Regions from separate parts of the Sus scrofa genome. Here region 2 is linked to region 1. Evidence: chromatin contacts called from public Hi-C data. All regions are on one chromosome and are shown on one strand. The core of a region is the stretch at or near the end of the contact, and the rest is flanking DNA. Distances in the headings are between cores, read along the strand shown. Region 1 holds the start of SLC39A13 (zinc transporter ZIP13). Region 2 holds the start of KBTBD4 (kelch repeat and BTB domain-containing protein 4).

What was found. A called contact is a pair of places that touch in the nucleus more often than the background predicts.
Region 2: a Hi-C map of skeletal muscle shows a contact between it and region 1, with 3 times the contacts expected there. The contact joins the promoter of KBTBD4 here to the promoter of SLC39A13 in region 1. A contact is called at or near these places in 1 of 5 promoter capture datasets (liver), 1 of 47 Hi-C or Micro-C datasets (skeletal muscle) and 2 of 2 datasets of contacts at active chromatin or transcription factors (alveolar macrophages and skeletal muscle).

Annotation. Positions count from the first base shown.
Region 1 is chr2:15,201,520-15,204,374 of Sscrofa11.1, reverse strand. It overlaps SLC39A13 (zinc transporter ZIP13), which reads left to right and starts at 1,439. Exons shown (of 10, transcript XM_003122808.6): 1 at 1,439-1,558.
Region 2 is chr2:15,035,304-15,038,300 of Sscrofa11.1, reverse strand. KBTBD4 (kelch repeat and BTB domain-containing protein 4) reads right to left here and starts at 1,582. Exons shown (of 4, transcript XM_003122803.6): 1 at 1,350-1,582; 2 at 1-450. The coding sequence starts at 1,368. It overlaps NDUFS3 (NADH:ubiquinone oxidoreductase core subunit S3), which reads left to right and starts at 1,421. Exons shown (of 7, transcript NM_001243796.1): 1 at 1,421-1,582; 2 at 1,693-1,758. The coding sequence starts at 1,516.

The DNA of each region.
Region 1 (2,855 bases), core at 190-2,689:
TGAAATCATTTGTATATTGTGAAGTGCTTTGCATATGATGGAGTGATTTGCATATATGGGGGGCATCTTAGAGATCCCAGAGCAGCATCCCTGAGTGTCCTCCTCCTCCTCCCTCTGCAAAGTAATCAACCTAGGGTTTCCACTTCAGAACTTAGGCGGGGGAAGAGGAGGGTGTCCCGGCAGAACTGTGGGCCTTGAGGGGGAAGCAGACAGGGGGCTTTCAGAGGAAAGCTGATCCTTCTTGGTAGGATTGGGGTCTAAGAAAGGCAGCGTTGGAGTGTGAGGTGGAACAGGGCAACTGGTGTAGCATATGACACTTGTGCCCTCAGAGCCCCCAGTAAGGGAAAGTGACACAGGATGGATGAAGGAAGTACCCTAGGAGGCAGATGAGGGTCAGAGGCTTAGAGACTCCCACCCTGTCACAATCTCTGTCCAAATGAGTACCCAAGGGCCCGTTCCTGAGTATAGGTGGTCCTGGCTGATTCCCAGAGAAGGATGCAAAGTGGAAATGCCAAGCCAGATTCCTAAGACTCTAGAAATGAGAGCTGCTGTCACATGCCCTGGGTTCAGGAATATTCAGGTTTCAATTGTGGCTCTGTCATCCGTGCTATTGTGTGACCCTGGGCTAACTACCCCACCTCAATGGGCTAGGCTGAGGGTTCTTTAAGACAATGCAAGCAGAGTAAATGGCAGGTGTTCAGCAATAAACTGCGGTTATAATAATAATGCTATTGTTTGCTGCCTTAATCTGAGGTGAGGGAAGCACAGAGCTCTTGCTCCCCCAGGTTTGGAGTTACCAGCAGCAGTGTCAAGCCACCGTGCATTGGACTCCAAAGGGTTACAAGCCCTGGAGACAAAGGCCTGAGGTTCCCAGTGAAAAACCAAAGCATAAAAATAATTCGATGAGTAAGAATAAAATTCCCTCTTCTGAGGTTCCCGAGGCTAGGCCCCTCCCTGCGGCAGACACTTCCCCTTTCCCTTGCTCATGGAGGAGCCAGACCAGGCTGACTCAGAGAAGGAGTGCCGCAGCCATCCTCCCACCCCGACCCCGGCCCCAAGCCCCAGCACCGGCCCCGGCCCCGGCTCGGAACGGCACAGTCTAGAAGCCGAGCGCGCCCCCGTGCGGCCGCGGCCGGGACTGCCACCCGAGAGAGGAAGCGGCGGCCAGGCCCTCAAGCCCAGCCACCCGGCCGCTCGTGGTCCCTAGAAGGCCGCCGCCTACGCCCTGCCTAGCCCGACCGAGTGCGGTGTCCAGCGGGCTCCCACTTCCGCTCGACCCTCCCCGCTGTGCCCGGTCCGGCCGGAGCGGAAGTGCGCCAGCCGCCCGGGTCCCCCATGGCCGCGAGGCGGAAGCGCGCTCCGACGGCCGCTCCCCCACTACCCCGCGGCGCGCGGCGCGTCGGGTTCCGGACAGGTCCCGTGTGACGTGGCCGCGCGCGGGGGGCGGCTCCGGGCCGGGGGCCGGGTGGCCGGGCCGGGCGGGGCAGACCCGGGGCGGGGCGGGGCTCCGCAGCTGGATGGCCGGGGCCGCCCGTAGCGCCGCCGCTGCCGCCGCAAGGTGAGTGACCGCCCGACCCTCAGGGCCCATGCCCCAGGCGGGACAAACCCTGCCCATCCCGTTGACTTCGGCCCGGCTTGTCTAGATCAGACCTGGGCCTCTTGCCCAGAGCCCGGGAATTCAACTTCCTTGGGCTCTTCTCCCGGCTCCCCACGCGTCGCTCCTCATCTCTCCCTCTCTCTCCCCTTCCGCATCCATCTCCCACTCTCCAGCTCTCCACTCCTGACTCTCCCGCTCCTTGCTTTCTCCTTTCTCTCCGCTTGCTGACTCCCTCGGTACCCTCTCTTCTGTTCCAAACTTGTGGTCCTCTAACCTTTAAGTGACCCGCCGCCGCCTCCAAGTCAGGCCTGGCTCAGTCCTGCTTTTTGGTCCCCAGTGGAGCCCTGCGGATTTAAGGCCTGGAGAGCCTAGACTGGAGCATCTTTAACAGCTGCTTTCCGCCCCCGCCCCCGCCCCCGCCCCCTTCCCAACTCCATCAGCAAATGCGGAAAACTGAGGCACGGCCATCACTGGCTCAAGGTCACAGCCAGCATGAGGCAGGGAAGACCACATTTAAACCTCATGCCTGAGTTTCCAGATTTGTACTTCCCTCTTGGTTGACTCACATCCAGGTCCTGTGATCCATCCGCTGGGTGCACTCCAGGTGTCCACTGCTCCTGGGTCCCAGCAGCATAAGGAGGGCTTTCTGTGCCTGATCCATGCCAGGCATGCTCACCTGTTTAGCAAGCTCATCTCATTTGTGTGAGGGAGGCAAATTCTCTCCATCCTACAGAGAAGGAGACTGAGGCTCAGAGAGAGTCTTCAGGGATTTACCCCCAACCAGCAGCTATAAGCTCAGAGCACAAAGTCAAGGGCAGGTCTTCAAAGCCTGTGCTCTATACATCTGTGAGGCAGCTCCTAACTGAAGGAGCCTCTGTCTTCAGTCCCACCTCCTGTTTGGCCCATTTCCTAGGAAGAAGCCCTAATGATCCTAATCTAGATCAGCTGGTTGGTTTCCCCACCTGCACTCCTCCTATTGCCCCACCAAGCTAGGTGGTGCCGGCCTCTGTCCCTGGGGGTGCTTCACTGGAGGACATCCCGGCCCAAAGCCTCCCCTGGCAGCCAGACATCCAGCTGGGCCAGGCCTGCCAGTGGCTGAGGGGAACCTAGCCAGCGCCTCACCCTGTCATTAAGGAAAGTTTAGCCTCAGGCGGACAGGCTGACACACAGTCTGGAAGTGGCTCCCAAGGAAAAAATGTGTGGTCCTTGGGAGTGAGGTGAGGAGGGGCAGAGCCGCTTTGCTCCATGCACCCATCAT
Region 2 (2,997 bases), core at 333-2,832, 170 kb after region 1:
GGGCCAAAAACCGAGAACATTCCTCAAAGAGAGATGTCAGTTGATACATGTCTGACACCTCATAAATTTCCTGCAGCTCCTCAGCTCGAAGTTTCACAGTCCCATGGTAGATATAATCAACCAGGAGCTGGAAAACAGACTCGCTGACATCCTGCAGCACAATTACCCGGTTGTGGGCCTCCTTCAGGTTGGAAGTGAACATGGACCGGAAGAAACAGCTCTGAGCTGAGAGGACCAATCGGTGGAGCTGAAACTCTCGGCCTTCCACTGAAATAGTGACATCAGCAAAGAGCTCTTCCTCCAGACACAGTTTCATGATGCCCTGAGCCACACGGCCTGAGTGTGACCTATCTTTGAAAGTGTAGTTCACAAAGTAGTTCTCATCCATGGATGCTCCAGGCTCCTCCGGTGATTCCATGGTAGTAGCCAACTTCTCTCTCTGCCAGCTGTCTGCAAAATACCACCACCCTGAATAACTTAAGGAAGTCACAACTACAGTCTACGAATCCAACTGTCCAATTCACGGGGGGAGAAGGGGGAAATGAGGGCACAGTGGGCCAGATTAGCCTTAGTTCTAGCCTTGCTAATGATATCTCTAACATTCTCCTTCAACCAAAGCTGGGTTCATTCTCCTGAAATAACATTCCATCCCCAATGAGATAAAAATTTCCTACTCTGGGTGTTTCTCTGAGAAAACACAGAATACTCCTTTTCATGATGCAACAAAAGGCGTGGTATTTAGGTCAACACATGAACGCAAGTGATTGGAGGAAGCCTATGATTTAAAAAACCTGGCAAAAAGGCTTACTAACCAAATAACTATCGAATATAAAACTAATGAGGCTCGGAGCAGCAGAATCCGACAAAAAAGACCCCCTCTTTCCCCTTGCTTGTGATCCATACCTTTTAATACAAGGCTTGGCTTGGGACATGTTAATCCTACATTTGCTCTTTTCTGAGCCTCTCCCTGGCACTTCCCCGCTCGCCCTAATGACTCCCCAAGGCTTCGTCTCAGAACTCGACACGGAACCCAACCATCCCCAGCAAGGGGCCCAAGGAGGCCCATTGCCACGTGCAGTGTCCCCGCTCCACCTGGAGTCGCCTGGGAAACGGTCGCCAGGGAAACCGTTCTTCTCTCCCCCTCCCCCTAGCTTGCCTGCTGGCCCTAATCAAAAGCTTAGCTGGGGGAGCGGAGGAGGGGTATGGAATGTGGAACCCAGATCTCCCGCCCCTTCTCCTCTCACCGGTCCGGTTCTTTAGGATCCTCTCCTTCTCTCCAGCCTCTGTCACAACAAGCTAGGGTCACATTCACCTCACGGTTTCCCCACCCGCGGGCTTCGCTTTCTCACCTGCCTTCCCTCCTTTCATTCCGAAGCCCGGAACCCGGAACCTCTGCTTCCGGCCCCGCGTCCGCCCGGAAGAAGATCCGATGCACACTTCCGCTTCCGGTCCGTGCCCTTGGGGCTCCGTGTCCTGCGGATCTGGCTTCTGCTACCTGGTTTGCAGCCGGGAAACATGGCGGCGGCGGCGGCTGCAAGGGGCTGTTGGCGGGGGCTCGTGGGGCCCGCGGCGGTGGCTAGGGGTGAGCAAGGGCAGCAGGCTGAGGGCCAGGGGGGGAGCGGCGGCGCGTCCAGCGCAGGGAGCCCCCTCAAGCCTCACCCTGCGCTTCAGTGCCTCTATATTCCCGTGCAGTGTCCGGGCGACCCTCGGTGCTTTTGCTGCCTGTGAGGAAGGAAAGCGCTGCGGCCGACACGCGCCGTGAGTATGTGCGAGTCCGGCCCTTATGGGGACTACAGGCGGGGCCCCGTTCATTCCCTTTGTCAGATGTTTGCCCTTGTCCTGGGCTGCCCTTCTCTGCGTCCTCCTGGCAAGTCTCTTCTTGTCCTTGGAGAGCTGACTGCAACGGTCTTCACTCTGCAGGCAGAATCGGGCACCTAGTGCCCTAGAGCCTTTTCTGTTGTGCCCTGTTGCCTTTTGTCCACTTTAGTGATTTTCTTTTTCTCCGATTAAACTGTCAGCTCTTTGAGAGCAGGAAACAAACTTTGGGCTTCAGAGCCTTCTTATTATAATAATAGTTGGCGTTAGTTGAATGCTTGTTGTGCCGGGCACCTCGCTAAGCGATTAATGAATGATCTTATTCATTTCTCCCCACAATCTTACCGGGTGGATAGTATTATGCTTTTCTACTGTAGAGCAGGAAACAGTCCAGAGAAGTAAGTTGCCCAGGGTCACAGCACTAGTGAGAGACAGCAGGCCTGCTCGCTGCCTAAGGCAGAGAACTGGTATTAATACTCTGCAGCCTAGGATGTGTGGTTGCTCAGTGAGGTAGTGTTGTGCGAATGAATATATGGGAATTAGTTACGGTCAACATAAGCCCTGGGAGTAAAAAGACCCATTCTGGGTCTCAGTTTCCTCATTTGTGCAAAAATATAAAAAAATAAAGTTTCAGTGGCTCATTGCTAACGAACCTGACTAGTATCCATGAGAATGCGGGTTTGATGCGTGGCCTCCCTCAGTGGGTTAAGGATCTGGCTTGGCTGTGGCTGTGGCGTAGGCTGGCAGCTGCAGCTCTGATTCAACCCTTAGCTTGGGAACTTCAACATGTCAAGGGTGTGGCCCTAAAAAAGCAAAAAAAAAAAAAAAAAAAAAAAATGGATTTCAGCTAGATAATCTATGAGGGCCCTTCAGCCCTAAGGTTCTTGGCTTGAGAATCTGCTATGAAAGGCAGACACCTCAGCTGCAGTAATAAAGTGACTTTTGGTGGCCTGTATAGGTGGCATTTTTACTAAGTTTTCATTACTTCTTTTTTTGTTTTTGGTCTTTTTGGCATTTCTTGGGCCTCCCGGCATATGGAGGGTCCCAGGCTAGGGTCTAATCGGAGCTGTAGCCACTGGCCTACACCACAGCCACAGCAACATGAGATCTGAGCCGCGTCTGCAACCTGCACCACAGCTCACGGCAGCGCTGGATCCTTAACCCACTGAGCAAGGGCAGGAA